2 separate regions of the Camelus dromedarius genome follow, and region 2 is linked to region 1. The links are chromatin contacts, called in public Hi-C maps. All regions are on one chromosome and are shown on one strand. Each heading gives the region's core, a stretch centred on a gene start, on an enhancer-like site or on the middle of the called end of the contact. The rest is flanking DNA. Distances are from core to core; before and after follow the strand shown. Region 1 holds the start of STK17A (serine/threonine kinase 17a). Region 2 holds the start of LOC105092326 (cytochrome c oxidase assembly factor 1 homolog).

Region 1 (6,990 bases), core at 4,349-6,848:
AAGTGTTGTTTTCCCTGTGAGATGTCCCCATGTGGCCTGTCACTTTGCCTGTAAAGGCAGTAGTGACTGATTTGTTAGATTTGGGAATAATTTCCAGAGCCTACCAGAAAGCCTTCCATGCTCAAAATGTACGTACAATACTTGCAAAGAAGCGACTAGATCTGTCTTCCTTACCTCTGGAAGGAAAACAACGAAAACATAAGCCATCTGTTGACTCGAGGTGTAAAAATCAGTGGCTCCATCAGATCAGACATCAGCATGAGTGACAAGAACAGGCAGGGCTTTGAAAGTCAGACTCTGGGGGTGGGTGGGGAGTGGGCAGAGCGCATGCTTAGCATGCACAAGGTCCTGGGTTCAATCCCCAGTACCTCCATACCGCCCCCCCCAAAAAAAAATTTAAAAAGAAGTCAGACTCAGTTTTGAATTCCAGCTGGTACCTGTAATCTTGGGCAATCAGCTCAAACTTTCTGAGCCTTTGACTCCTCATCTGTAAGATCAGGTTGACGGCACTCTCCCCGCAGGGTAGTGAAGACTAAACAGAATGACATCCCTAACATGTGCCGCATCTGGCAAATGATCAGTAATCAGTAAACAGCAGCTATTTTTATTGTTTTAGGCATTAATTTCAGATGTACGATAATGATAATAATTTGTAAAAAAAAAATCTTAGAACAAAGGAGTTCTGGAGGAGATCTAATTTGAACTCTCTACATGACGCATAAATTCCCTATGAATCGAGTTCTGTCTTCCTTTCCTGAACAGGTGAATAATGACTACACTTAGCTTTCTAATGCACCTGGTTCAATAATCCAATTTTATAAAATTTTGTTATAGTTCTGTAAAGAGGCTGAAATTCATTCAATCCTTACGTCGATGCATTTTAAATTAAGATTTTACGTTTAACGTTATAAGCCCCAACTTTGCACAATTAAAACAGCTGATTTACTGGAGTATCTACCTTAGAGCAGAAGCCTTCCCTTCTAAGTAATGTCTGGTGCCAAACCACAAACACAGCCAATTGTTGTTAATCCATCCAAAAATACTAGGTCACCCAAAACTGCAAACGTTCTTCAAATTGGTGACAAAGTGCCAAGAGAGCTTTAACTGTAGTTGTCCTAAAACAAGAGAATTTCTCCATAGGCAATATTATTTAACAGGGGTCTTTATTTCTAAAGAAATTACAATTTACAATTTATGACACAGGCTTAAGCCGTTGTAAGGTAGAAAACCTGAAGCCATCACCTACAGCCATGAATCTAGGTAAAGGACACCCACTTCCTGAGATACTTCCTCCGCTCGCCTGCGGCTTGAACATCCTCTCATTCTCTGATAAAAATCCTTCCTTGTTCCTGTTAGTCCCGGCCACTCCGAGGAGAATGAGATAAGACATCCCATCTCCCATAAAGCCCATCTGACACAGGCTGGGACCTGCGACCATTTAGCGGAGTGCTTGCACCCGGATGAATGACTCCTCAAGCAAGTGAATACAAAGAAACCCTAAGGGACTAAAAATAACCACGTGCAGGCGCAGTTGGGGCAATTAGGAACAGTAAGATACAAAAAGGCCACAAATCAACTGCCATTCCTGAGGTGCTGGGAGCAAAAAGCAGGCTATCCCTGCACACAGCACCACCAAGGAGGTGGGCAGACCACTTAAGCCGCCCCTCTGGCCAGATCCACCCATCCGCCTCTCCCCTCGCCCCATTTACCAGACCAGCCCTCTCTCTTCCCTGAGCAGCAAGGGCACCTGTCACTTGTTTTCCCTCCCTTACGCTGCAGCACGGGTCCCTGGAACTCTCGTCTGGCCTCTTATCAATTTTTTTACTGATTAAAGAGTCCAAGGACCAGGGTGGGTGACACAGCTGGGGAGGGAACTCTGTGACACTGGAGCCTGGCAGGGTCTGTTCCATGCTGGAACGCATCAACCTGTCTTCTCCTAAAAACTACGGGAAGTTGCTTCGGTCACAAGACAAGACGGCAGAGTACGCTTTGAGAAATATCTGTGGCGTGATGGAAGCGATTTCAGAGTCCCAGCTCAGCTGTCTCTCACAAGACTCTATCTGTGTCCTGATTTTCTCATCTGCAAAGGGGGACTTTCCAAGCATGCTTGTGATGTGAATTAAATGAGGTAATAACACACGTGAAAGCACCTGTAAAACTGTAAAGCCCCAGACATTTATGAAGTACTTGCTCCAGCAGAGAACTCATATTTGTATCTTTCTTCTGTAGGAAAATCCAACTGAGTATGTAACTATATATACACACACACACACACACACACACACATACACATACATATACATATAAAGATGCTCTTTTGGCTTTAAAAAAAAATCTTTTTTTCTTTCAAGATAAAATTTATGAATATATCAAACACTGTTAGAGTTTGAGGACGAGGCAAATCACCTGATGTGAAATTAGAATAATTTAAAATTCCCAGAAACATTTTTTTGTTCCTATACTAGCGACAAAAACTCAAGGGAAGTACCCACTATGAAAACGATTCTCAGAAGCCAAGGTCATGTCTCCTGCACCTCGAATCGTGAACGTGGTTCACACTGGCACACATCCTGCCTCGAAAGGTAACAAGCTTCAGGAGTAACAAGGCAAGCTTCAAGCAACAAAAGAAAATTTTACATCACGTATTTACCCACATTTAGGTTGCGAGGGACTCTGCTGGCAACATGAAAGAACGTGACATTTCTTAAAATAATTAATATCACATCCTCTCATTACTATGGAATCAATGTTGACCATTTACAATGTTTTCTCCAAACAATCATTTCTCTGAAAGCTTTATATTTCTGTAAGATTAAAATAACGGTTAACTCCTGACAGAATTCAATTTCTGTGTTTGAACAGTTAGCTCTTTACACTTCAGCATTTTTAACTAAAAGAAAGGCCACGGAACAAAATGAATAGATCTGGTTTTTCACACCACATCATTAAAATACAGCACAGGTAAATTTCAGTCTGTATCAGCATGAGCCCAATTAGTTCTATCAGAAATGTAACCCGAGTTAACAGCTGGAAAAAAAAGGCAACTTTTCCACCTTACTCCAGAAAGGATTATGCATAAACACACTTCATTATGTCAAAACCACAATATACAGGCAACATTTATAACCTTAATAAACAAAGACCGCTTCTAACACAAAACAGAACTCTAACTTCCTGAGACTGTTGAACAGTTTCTGAGTCTTTTTGCAATGAGGTTTTATTACTTTTGCAACACACAGAAGCATATTTGGAGGTTGGGCAGGTTTTCTTATTTTTGCTTTTGGGGTACATGTAAAATACCACTCACTGAGCTACACAATGAATTACGTTTTTTGAGGGCGCCCCCTAAGCTGAGCACAGCCTTAACGCAAAGATGTGTTTTATTTAATTCCCTCAACCCTAAGAGGTCATCAATGGTTAGATAACTTACTCAAGTACACATAACTATTAAGTAAGAAGCCAAGACTTAATCACAGACTGTCTGACTCCAAAGTCTATGTTCTTAACCACCGCATCACATTTCTCCACGAAGAAAAAGGGAACCTAAAAGAAACGAATACATTCATTTTCCTTTTTTTCAGTTTTAGGCTCTTATATCAAGCATCTATTTAACTGCATTGTTCTGTTGAATCAGGAGTTATTACTTCTGTAAAGAAATTTTTTATAAGATATGTAGATGACAACTTAAACACACATTTTACAGGCAAGCAAGTTTTATAACAGAAGTTGAAACAAGAGTTGAACGAAACATTCCTGGAGGAATTATCGCAACACCTGGTAAGGTGCAAATCCATTTTTTTAGATTAAGTCACCTGTTATGAAGTCTACAAGACACTGCTTGCCATCTGATGACACTTCTGTTTTGTAGTATGTCTTCGTTTTGTGGAATGAAGCCGGACAACTCAACCAAACAATGGAAAGTCCCAGCTTTCCTTTTTCAAGACATCAGGGTTACTTCAGAATGCCTGGAATTTTGACCAATTAGAATACCTAGATGAGTTAATAGCTATGTCTTCTGCTGTCATACGTAAGTGTCCAGAGATCCAGTTAATTAGTGCCAGCAGAGTGAAGTGAATCTTGTTCCTAAAAGGTGTTTTCCTTTTAGATCTGGGAAAGTCACTTTTTAAGGTAGGTTCCCCTGCCAAAAGAACTAATTCTAAAGGTACCTTAATACTTATGAGGCAGCTTTTTTTTTTTAACATTGTTTCTAACCAATATTACCAGCCCCTCTTTTTCCAAGACCCCAATGAAGGCTGCATAACTGTCATAACTTTCCCCACGACCACATGGTGTTATTTTGCAACCGGGATAAACGGCGTGTCAGGGCCAGTGGCTTACGCTTTGCAACCACTCTTTACAACACCCCCGTGAGATAGGTCCTGTCGCTATGCTAATTTTACGGGTTAGAAACGGAAGGCTGCGGAGTCGAAGTCACCACTCAAAGGCAAGCAGAGCGAGGATGTGAGCTCGGGTGTGACCGCAAAGCCAGTGCTGTCGACAATTTCTCCAAACTGTACTCATCCTCAAACATCTATCACTGTATGACGGCTCTGCAACGTACAAGATGTCAGGTATCCAAACAGCCTTCAAGACAACCCTACAAAGCAGGAGTTGGGGCGGGTAAGGGAAGGCAGGGGCCGGCTCACAGCACAGAAATTCAGACAAGGGCCCAGACCCGAGTGAAACCAATCTGAACTTGCAGGCATAGGGACCTAAGCCTTTTCAGGACGAAAACAGCACAAACCCAATAAACTGAAAACTAAGTCAGCAGAAGGCGGCTGACCGAAGCTGCCAGGGCGAGGGTGCACAGGAAGCGGTCGCGCTCGGGGCTCTGCTCCCCTCTGTCACGGCGACGGAAGGAGAAGCAGAAACCCACAAGAGCCCGACGGCAAAACCAGAGCTGGCTCTAAGCCTCGCGTCTGGCGTCAAACTCGCCTCCGCGGGAAAAGCGCGCAGCGCAGTTCCCACGCCGGCTCTGGCTAAGCGACCGCGCAAAGGACCGCAGAGGCCGCAGGCTCGGGGGAGACGAAGGGGGCAGGCTGCCTCCCGGCCGCGACCGGGTGCACAGCACACGCTCGGGGACGCCGCGCGCGGACGCGTGGCCGGCCGGGGGCGGGGAGGGCTCCGCCGCCCTAATCGCCGCCTGCACCCAAGTTTGCGCCCGGCCCCCGCGCGCGCTATCGGGCCCGCGCCGCCCGCTCCGCCGCCCGCACTTATCGGCGCCCGCCCGGCCCCCGCCCGCCTCACCTGCCCAGCTCCCGGCCCGGGCTCAGGCGGTAGCCGTCCTGGAAGGGCTCGGTGCGCACCGCGGTGCGGATCTCCGTCAGCAGCCCGCGGGCCTGGGGCTGGGGCGGCGGCCGGCGCGGCGTGCTCAGACCCCGGCCCGCCCGGCCCGAGCCGGCGGCGGCGGCGGCGGCGGCCGGGGAGGAGTCGCCGCTGCCCGGCTTCTCCAGAGGAATCATGGCGCTAGGGCGCGCTTTCTTTCCGGCCGCCCGGCTCTCTCCGGGCTGCGAGCGGGTAACGGCCCCGCCTCCAGCTGCCTCGAGCCGGTTGGAAACGGCCAGCCGTTCTCTCCCGCGCCGCGCTCCGACTGCGGCCGGCTGGCTCCCGGGCGCCCCGCCCCGCCCCGCCCGGCCCCGCCCCGCGTTCGACCTCGCCCCGCCCCCGTTTGACCCCGCCCCTATCCCCGCCCCTCGTCGTACTCCCACTGGTCCCAAGCGCCGCGTGCCTCGCGCGCGCCCTCTGCAGCCGAGGGAGGGAAGGTGCAGCCTGCCGGGCGGCCCGGGCAGCCTGGAGGCGACCAACAGCACCACCCTTCCGGCTGGAGGACCCGCTGCGTCAGCCAGTTACACACCTGCTGAGCATCTGAGTTCCACAGCCTGAGCCCTCGGTTAACGAACGGCGCCGCCAGCCAGAGCCAAACGACACCCCCCCTTGGGCGGGTTAGGAGGGCCGATGAGACTCAGATCAGGGAGGGCGGAAGTTGCCCCGGGCAGCTGGTTCCTTCCTACATTGAGCGGAGGATGTGGAGGCAAGAGTTGGAGAAATATTTTCACGTCCTCACACCAGCCCTATGAAATAGTCCGTATTATACTGCCAGTAGTCTTCCCTATAGTTCATTTTCAAGGTGCTCTCAACCGTCTTGTGCCTTTAATTACATCCGTACCCTCATGACTACAAAATTTGTATCTCCAGCTTCCAACTTTTTCTGGACTTCAGACTCACATATTCAAGTGTACACTTGGTATCACCAGTTGATGTCAAAGAGAATGAACAAAAGTCAGTTCCTGATTATCCTTCACAAGTGCACTCCTGCCCAGTTTCTCCCTCTCAGTAAAGGGTGGCTCCGTCCTGACAGTGATTCAGGCCAGAAACTGTGGGGTCCATACTGATGCCTCTCTTTCTGTCATACCCCTCATCCATTCTGTAGGCAAATCCTCTTGGCTTTACCTTCAGAAAATGTGCAGAGTCTGATCACTTCTCTCCATCCACAACCACATTCAGCATTATCTCTTGTCTAGGTTACTGTGCTAGTTTACTATCTGGATTACCTGCTTCCATCCTTCTTCCTCCCCAGTTGTACATAGTTTATTTTCAAGGCAGTCAGAGAGATCTTTTTGAAATAGAAATCAGATCATGTCACTGCTCTTCTCAGTGTTCCAAGAAAAATTTTGCTTTTGGTGATGCTGAACGACTTTACTTGTAATCAGTACTCTCACTGAGAAAAATCAGACAAAAATTAAAAACGAACAATTCTTGGCTTGAAACATCAGAGAGCTTCAAAAGCAGCAAGAATTTGGATGACAAAGATCCTGGAAAGGACAGCCCTGGAAAGGACTTTCCCATGAGGCATCTGAGGATTCAAAGCAGTGACTGAAAGGGTGAGAAAATAAGCGGGGCTTCAGGCATCTCTTGGGCGTGGGGAGACACAAAATTGGAGTTTAGGACCTATTAAGGAGGAGGAACTGGTTAAACACTGTAGACCTGCAG
Region 2 (7,413 bases), core at 4,831-7,330, 140 kb before region 1:
TTATGACAGCTACTTTGAATTCTCTTATTAATTAGCCCATAATATTCCATGACTTTAAATTTGGTTTCTGGAGAATTCTCATTTTCTTTTTTAATACCATGTTACCATGGTTCTTCATGGTGCTTGATGAGTTGTTCCTCTGCCAGTGTTTTTGAAGTAATGAATGCTTTTCTTCTTTAGGTGAGGTTTTGTGTGTTTTCACATGATCCTAGTAATTCAACAGGTTAGCATTAGGGGTTTTTCTTTTGTTTCCCAGTAGGTGGCGCGATAGCACAAGTTTTTGGTTTCTCTTACCCAGCTGCCTCTGGTTATATTTGCGAGTCTGCAAGTTCGGCCCTCTAACACCTCTGTCAGGGCTGTTGCTTGGTGCTCTCATTGTGCACCTGGGGTCATCGGTGCCTTTGCTGCTAGTGTCACTGGCATAGCCACTTAGGGGCACCAAGATGGCAGTGCCTCTGCGGTATCTGGGGTCTCCTGTGGCCGTGAAAGGAGGTGGAGGGGTGGGGATGGAACCTGTGTCTCAGGTGTCTACCGTGATCAGGGTGGTTGGATTTGTGGGCACTGCCACTGCAGTGCAGGCAGGATGTCGGGGGTTGGGGTCCGAGTTGCAGGCACCTTCATGGCCCTAGGGACATGGTTGCAGGCGCTTCTGTTGCTGCCGTCTGGTTCCCTGTGGCTGAAGTCACGGGTACAGCTGGGAGGCTAGTTTTGCGTGCACTACCTCTTATGCTACTGGGGTCACAGACATCACTCTTTTTGTTTCCCTGGTTCCACCTCTTCTATGTGTCCTAGTCCACCCACCTTTAGATGCACAGATGTGTGGAATTCTCTGGCATCCTGGTGTGTTGGGCAGAGGCACCTTTGTTGAATTATGGATGTTTTACAGGTTGTAGATTGAATGGGAGATGCAAAGGGAGCGTCTCATACTGCCATGATGCTGACCACTTTTTCTAGCTTCTTCAGGTGGAAACTCAGATCATGCTTTTCACTTTTCTTCTATTTTAAAACAAACATTTAATGCTCTAAATTACCCCCTAAATATCTCCAATTGATTAGCGGTTTTCCAGATATTTTCCCGTTACTTATTCCTAGTTTAATTCCATTATTGTTAGATAACACAATGCATGTTTTCAATCTTTTAAAGTTTATTGAGACGTTTCATACCCTGGCATGTGGTTTATCTTGGTGAACAAAAACCACATACATTTGAAAAGAATTTGTGTTCTATAGTTACTGAGTGCAGTGTCCTATAAAATATCAATTAGTTCAAAGTGGTTGATAACGCTATTCAGATCTTCTATGTCATTACTAAACTTCAATTTAGAGCTTCTGCTAAATACTAAGAGTGCTGAAAGCTCCAACTTGCATTTCGAATTTGTCTATTTCTATTTTCAGTTGTCAGTCTTACCGGACTTTAGGTGATTTCTGTATTCAGTTTTTGAGCCTTAAATAGTTCAAAAGTCTTCTCCACGCATGTATTTCAGGTGTCAGCCAGAAATATGGGCAGTTTATATACTGCATTTGGTCTTCCTCCTGCCTTCTCTCCTTTTGGGTATTTCCTGTCTTGGATTTCCCCTCACTTTCTAACTGTGCTAATTTCCCCCAAATTCTGCCTTCTGGTTTTTCAAGTCAGTAAGAGTGAGAGTAACAACCGGGACCAGCCCTCAAATAAAAAGCTATAAAAATGGCAAAACTCACTGAGTCCCATTTCTTTCTTACAAGCATAAACTCCTGTCCAGTATATGCCTTCTTTTGGGATTCTCCTGTATCTTCAGGGATTTATTTTTTCTATTACGTTCAGAGTTTGCAGTTTTTACCTGTAGGAGCATTGGTCCAATAGGAAGTACTTGACTGTTACTGGAGGCAGAAACCCTGATCTTCCTACTAAGGTCTGTAAGACCTGTACTGATTTTTCTTCTCTCATTCCTGGTATCGGTAATTTGTGTCCCTTCCCCTTTCTTTTTGACTTATCAGCTAAGCTAGAGGTTTACCAATTCTATAAATCTTTTAAAGAACCACCTTTTACATTAAATTGATTTCCAAAATTATCTTTACTTCCTTTCCTACTATTTTTGGTTTTTTCCTGATTTTTTTTAAAAATGGAAGCTTAAATAATTTAATTGAGACTTTTGTTCTTTTCTAATGCAAATACGCAAAGCTATAATTTTCCCCTCTGTTTTAAAATTTTTATTCAGTTCAAGATATTTTTCAATTTCCCTTGTGATTTCTTCTTTGACCCATAGGTTATTTACAAATGTGTTGTTTAATTTTGAAAATATTTGGAGTTTTCCCAGAAAGCTTTCTCCCATTGATTTCTAATTTAATTATATTATGGCAAGGTAACATATGGTGCATAATTTCAATTGATTGAGATCTGTTTTATTAGCCAGCATAAAAGTGAATATTCTGCACACTTAAATGGTACATTTTGGTTTTTTGTGAAGTGTTCTCTGAATATCAACAGGTCAAGTTGGTTGATAATGTTGTTTCAGTCTTCTACACACTTACGGAGGTTTTTATCTGGTTGTTCTGTGGATTACTGAGAGATGAATGTTAAAATTACCCACTGTAATTACCCACCCATAGCAGATCCATGCAATTCCCCATATAAACATACAGAGCAGGCATAGACTTTGGATTAGAGGTGACAGTTTGTTAGAGATTACAAAGAGCTTTCCCAGGTTTAAAACTGAGGGTATTGCCGTGGAATTTCATGTAAATAAACTAGTCAGGACTCAATTTCATGATGATAGTATGTAGGATCAGTAAGAAAAGACATTCATCCCAATCTAGCTAATGCTCATTTTATTAGTGTCTTTAAGGCAAATATTATCTAGTTTACACTTACTTTTATGGCAAGATGTAATGGTCTGCTCAATTGTTTTCTCAAAGCATCTGTGTCAAAAATTTCCCTGTTTTCTCAATAGCTGGATACTTCTTTATCATAAGAGATTATCTACCTCCAACCCCAAAACTACCAGCATGCTTAGTGGGGAAATTCTAGCAACATTCCATTAAATACACGAATAAGACAAGGAAGCCTTCTGTCTTCAGTATTATTAAACTTTTTTTTTTTTAAATGGAAATACTAGCTAATGCAATTAGATATGAAAAATAAGAGGAATAAAATTTGGAAATGATTAGGTAAAACTATCACTATTTCAATATGGCTGTAATCCTAGAAAATAAAAGAATCACTTGCAAACAATAAGGTAACTTAATAAGGTAGAAAAATATTAATATGCAGAAAACAATACTTCCACATGTATAAATAACGACCATGTATAGTATCTCCATTCAGATTTGATAATTCTAGGCTGCTGCTGAAAGATAGACTGGATATGCTGGATTGGACCCTGCTGCTACTGAGTGCATTTCTCAAAGTGACCATTTCAGCAATTAATAATACTCTTCATGGAAAGCATTATAGTCAACCCCTCACCTCTCTCCATCGTCTACCCTTGCCCCGGCTCCTTAGAAGTTAGGAGGCAGCAAAACAGATCCCTTCCTTAAATATATAGGAAAGACAGACATACGTATCAGATGGGATACATTTGACTGTAAGAAATAGAATCCTTGTCTCAAGTTGACTTAATGATAATAATGTAACTAACATTTTCGAGCACTTACAACATTACCACCACCATTTAAATTCATTTAATTTTCATACTGTCTTATCAGAAAATAAGAAAAATGCATGAGATATTGCTACAAGAAGTTCAGAAAAGGGGATGAGTTCTGGGTTTGGAATAATGTTTGTATCACTTGATGAAGCTGTCTTCAGCATCAGCTTTATTCTCTAGGGGTTGGCAAACGTCCATGCTGAGAGGAGGATGTGTTAGAAACTTTCCTCTAAGCACGACATGAAAGTCCTTTCCCTTCAGTCTGATTGCGCCAACTTGTGTCACTTGTTCATCCCTTGATCAATAACCATTCCTGGAGGAATTCTGTAGGCAATTGGTTTAGATGTGGTCAGTACCATTTTCTAGTGCTGGGAACAGGGGGCTATCTGAACAAAATAGAGATTTTGTTACAAAGGAGTAAGAGAGCAACAAATATCTGGTAGATATCTACCAATATTATTCACTATAGGGTATTTTTTAAAACCATAATAAAGTTAATATCAAAAGTTTAGCAGATGATGTCAGTCCAGACCTAGAAACATAAATTCTGAATTTTTAAGCAAATGATCAGAGAAGCCTATTTTACGCTTTCTTATTCACAGATTAAATCAACACATTTCTCTTTCTGGTATGGCAAGAGAATTAATTGATTCAGGGTTTATTTTCATGAACATTGTATAAAATTCACCTGTCTGTCTGTCTGTCTGTCTATCTGTCTATCTAAAACCTCAAAGTGTTTTGTTAGTTGATTTGTTCCAAGCCTGAAATGGGGCATTGCAATCTTCTTTGGATGTTTAACAAGTCAATAGTCAGTGATTACTTGATGGATGCATATTTTATTTCTTCATTTCCTCTGATGTATGAAACCATTCAAATAGCCCTTATAGTTCAAGCACCTCAAAATCTGATTAGTTTCTATTAATTCCTCACAAAAGATCTATTCTGGGGATTCATAATCTAATAACAGGCTGCTTTGATAATGCGCTCATTTAGCCAGTGGGCATCAAAGACATGGGATGTATGTATGGGAACCTGTCTGTTTTATGGGAAGAAAACAGAAGTATTAATATTTTTTATCTCACTTTTTGAAAGTTTTATTTCTTGTGAAAGTTTTATAGTATGTGTATGTATCAATACCATACATAGTACACATACATAATCTAATTTTCTTTTCTGATGGGAGATGTGTGATGGTTTTGAAGACCACTGCCTTAGACTAAACTTGATTAGTCTGATAATAGAACCTATCAAATTTAGGTGACCCACCCATTGTGAAGACTCATTGCTTTGTGGAAGAAAGGTACTTGTGAGGTAGGCTGGGACCCGGAACCCTTTACTGGAGTGCTTGCACCTGGACACACATCTCATGTTCTTGAGCAACAGAATACAAAGAAACTGTAAGGGACTAAGAATAACTGCACACATTTGCACTTGGGGCAATTATGAACAATAAGGTACAAAAAGGCTACAAACCAACTGCCACTTCCAAGGTGCCATGAGCAGAAACAGGGTACATGACCCCTGCACATGGCACCACAAAGGTGGTGGGCAGACCACCTAAGCTAAGGACCCACCCCCATTTTTAACTCCATTTAAGGGCCAAAGCAGTTGCCTTCAGCGGCAACTGTTTCTTGTTTTCACTCCCTCCTGCTGTAGCACAACCCTCAAGAAAGCCTTGCCTGGGATTCTCCTCTGGCCTCCACCAATTTCTATTGATTAAAGAGTCCAGGAGCCTGCGTCGGTAACACCTGGACTTCAAACATAACATTAAAAAAGTAAAAGATGACGTTAACAGTAGCAATGAGGGCAACGGAATGATCAAGATGAAAATAATAACTGGCGTTTATTGAGCACTTACAAAGTGCCAGATTATTCGGAGTGCTTTACATCCTCACAATAAATCTATAAAGTAAATACTATTATCCATTTTACTACTTAACTGCTTGAGAACAGAGACCACTACAGGCTTTCTTAGCACTACATTCCCTGAAGCACAGTAAGCATTTAATAAATATTTAGTGAGTAACAAAAGTTAGTGTTGTCAAATTTCTCAGCCGAGGAAGGCAAGTTGGACTTCAGTGTCAGACGGGGCTCAGATGGCCCGTGGTTTTGCATGCTCGGAGGTGAGCCCAAGCGCCAGGCCAGGAGCAAAACGAACCACTGGTTTAAATTTCCTCGGCAACCGCTGCGGGACTGAATGTGCACAGGGGGCCAACGGGGCGCAGAAAACAAGCGGGGATTTAAGGAGATAAATCGTCTCCCGGCGCGGGTAGGAGGTTCGGCGAAGTCCGCTTGCGCAAGAAACTTCCACAGGATCAGCCTCTGGGGCGCCGCGGGGCCGCATTCAGCCGGCGGCTCGCGCGTGCCGACGCTCTAGCCGCGCGAGGAGGAGACGCCGGAAGTCTCGACTGCTCCCCGCGGGGCGTGTCCTCCCGCCGGCGTCCCGCCCACCCGCTCCCCACGCCCCGCGTCCGGAAGGAACCGCGCGCGCTCCCCGGCGTGGTGCGTCTACGCCTGACAGGTTAGGGGCCCCGCGGGAGAAAGAGTAGGGTCTCTGCTGCCGCGGGTGCGTTTGTTGCCGCAGTCCCGGAGGCCGCGTTTGCGGGCCAGGTGGGCTGCTGCGAGGGGAGTTCCCTCAGGGGCCACCTACCGGCCCTCGGCTGCTTGTGTGGCGCCTGGGGTCCCGTGGTGGGCTCAGCCCTCGGGGTGCTACCAGGTGCCCCCTCCCGGGTAGCTAACGGAGTGGCCTTGCCTGTGGTCCTTGCCGAGCGTCCCAGGGGCACATTTGTGAAGAGGTGGAACTGGGCACTTTCTCGGTGGTCCCCACAGGCTGAGGAGGACCCTGCCCTGATGAGTGTAGAAAAGAATTTTCTGGCTTATTGGTCACAGTAGTTTATGTACCCGTCACATTTGAGCTCCTTTCCCAGGGCTGACTACAGAAGTGATTGTCAGTGTAACTGATTTTCAGGTGTTTGTATATGTCTGTGTGAATGTCTGTCAATCAACCAACCTGTGTGTGTGTGTCTGTGAGAGGAGGGCTTTGTGTAATTTAAAAAATCCGTAAATAGGCTTATAATTTGATACTTGATTCTGCTGTATTTTCCCAACTCTCCATTCTTGCCTGAGGAGTCTTGCCCTGCTTCACCTTTGGATAGAAGTAGCAACTCTCTACTTAGACTTTACACATTTAAAACACAGATCTAGGGGGTAAGGTATAGCTCAGTGGTAGAGCGCATGCTTAGCGTGCATGAGGTCCTGGGTTCAATCCCCAGTACCTCCATTAAAAACCCCAAAACTACCTTCCTCCCTCCACATACACCCCCCCCCCCCCGCCAGATCTGACTGTGTTAAAACCTAATGTTACAGACCTTTCCATTGATGCAGGATAATACAAATCCCTTAGACTGCCTCCTTCTTGCTTCTGCTGAATTTTTTGTTCCTTTTATGGAAAACACACCTATAAACACTCGTATGCCCTCCTCATGCCAACCTGCAGTAATTTCATCTCTGGATATGACAGAGTTTTGTAAATGGTTTACCCACGTTTAGAAAGTTACTTCTCCATTCAATTAGAATTTATTGAATTCCTGATATTGCTAGGAACTGTTTTAGGAGCTGGCGATATAATGGGAGGAAAAAAACCCCTCCAGTCCTTTTGAAAAATAACAGCTTAATTGAGATATAGTCACATACCATGGAGTTTTAAAATATACATTGGTTTTTAGTGCATTTATAGAGTTGTACAACCCACACCACAGTTTTCATCACCCCCAAAAGAAGCCCTGAACCA

The links. Hi-C and Micro-C count contacts between places; a contact is called where the count stands out from the background.
Region 2: a Hi-C map of blood shows a contact between it and region 1, with 5 times the contacts expected there. The contact joins the promoter of LOC105092326 here to the promoter of STK17A in region 1. A contact is called at or near these places in 2 of 2 Hi-C or Micro-C datasets (blood and muscle).

What each region holds. Positions count from the first base shown.
Region 1 is chr7:83,106,279-83,113,268 of mCamDro1.pat, reverse strand. STK17A (serine/threonine kinase 17a) reads right to left here and starts at 5,598. Exons shown (of 7, transcript XM_031454626.2): 1 at 5,248-5,598. The coding sequence starts at 5,462.
Region 2 is chr7:83,246,624-83,254,036 of mCamDro1.pat, reverse strand. LOC105092326 (cytochrome c oxidase assembly factor 1 homolog) reads left to right here and starts at 6,080. Exons shown (of 5, transcript XM_010983994.3): 1 at 6,080-6,144.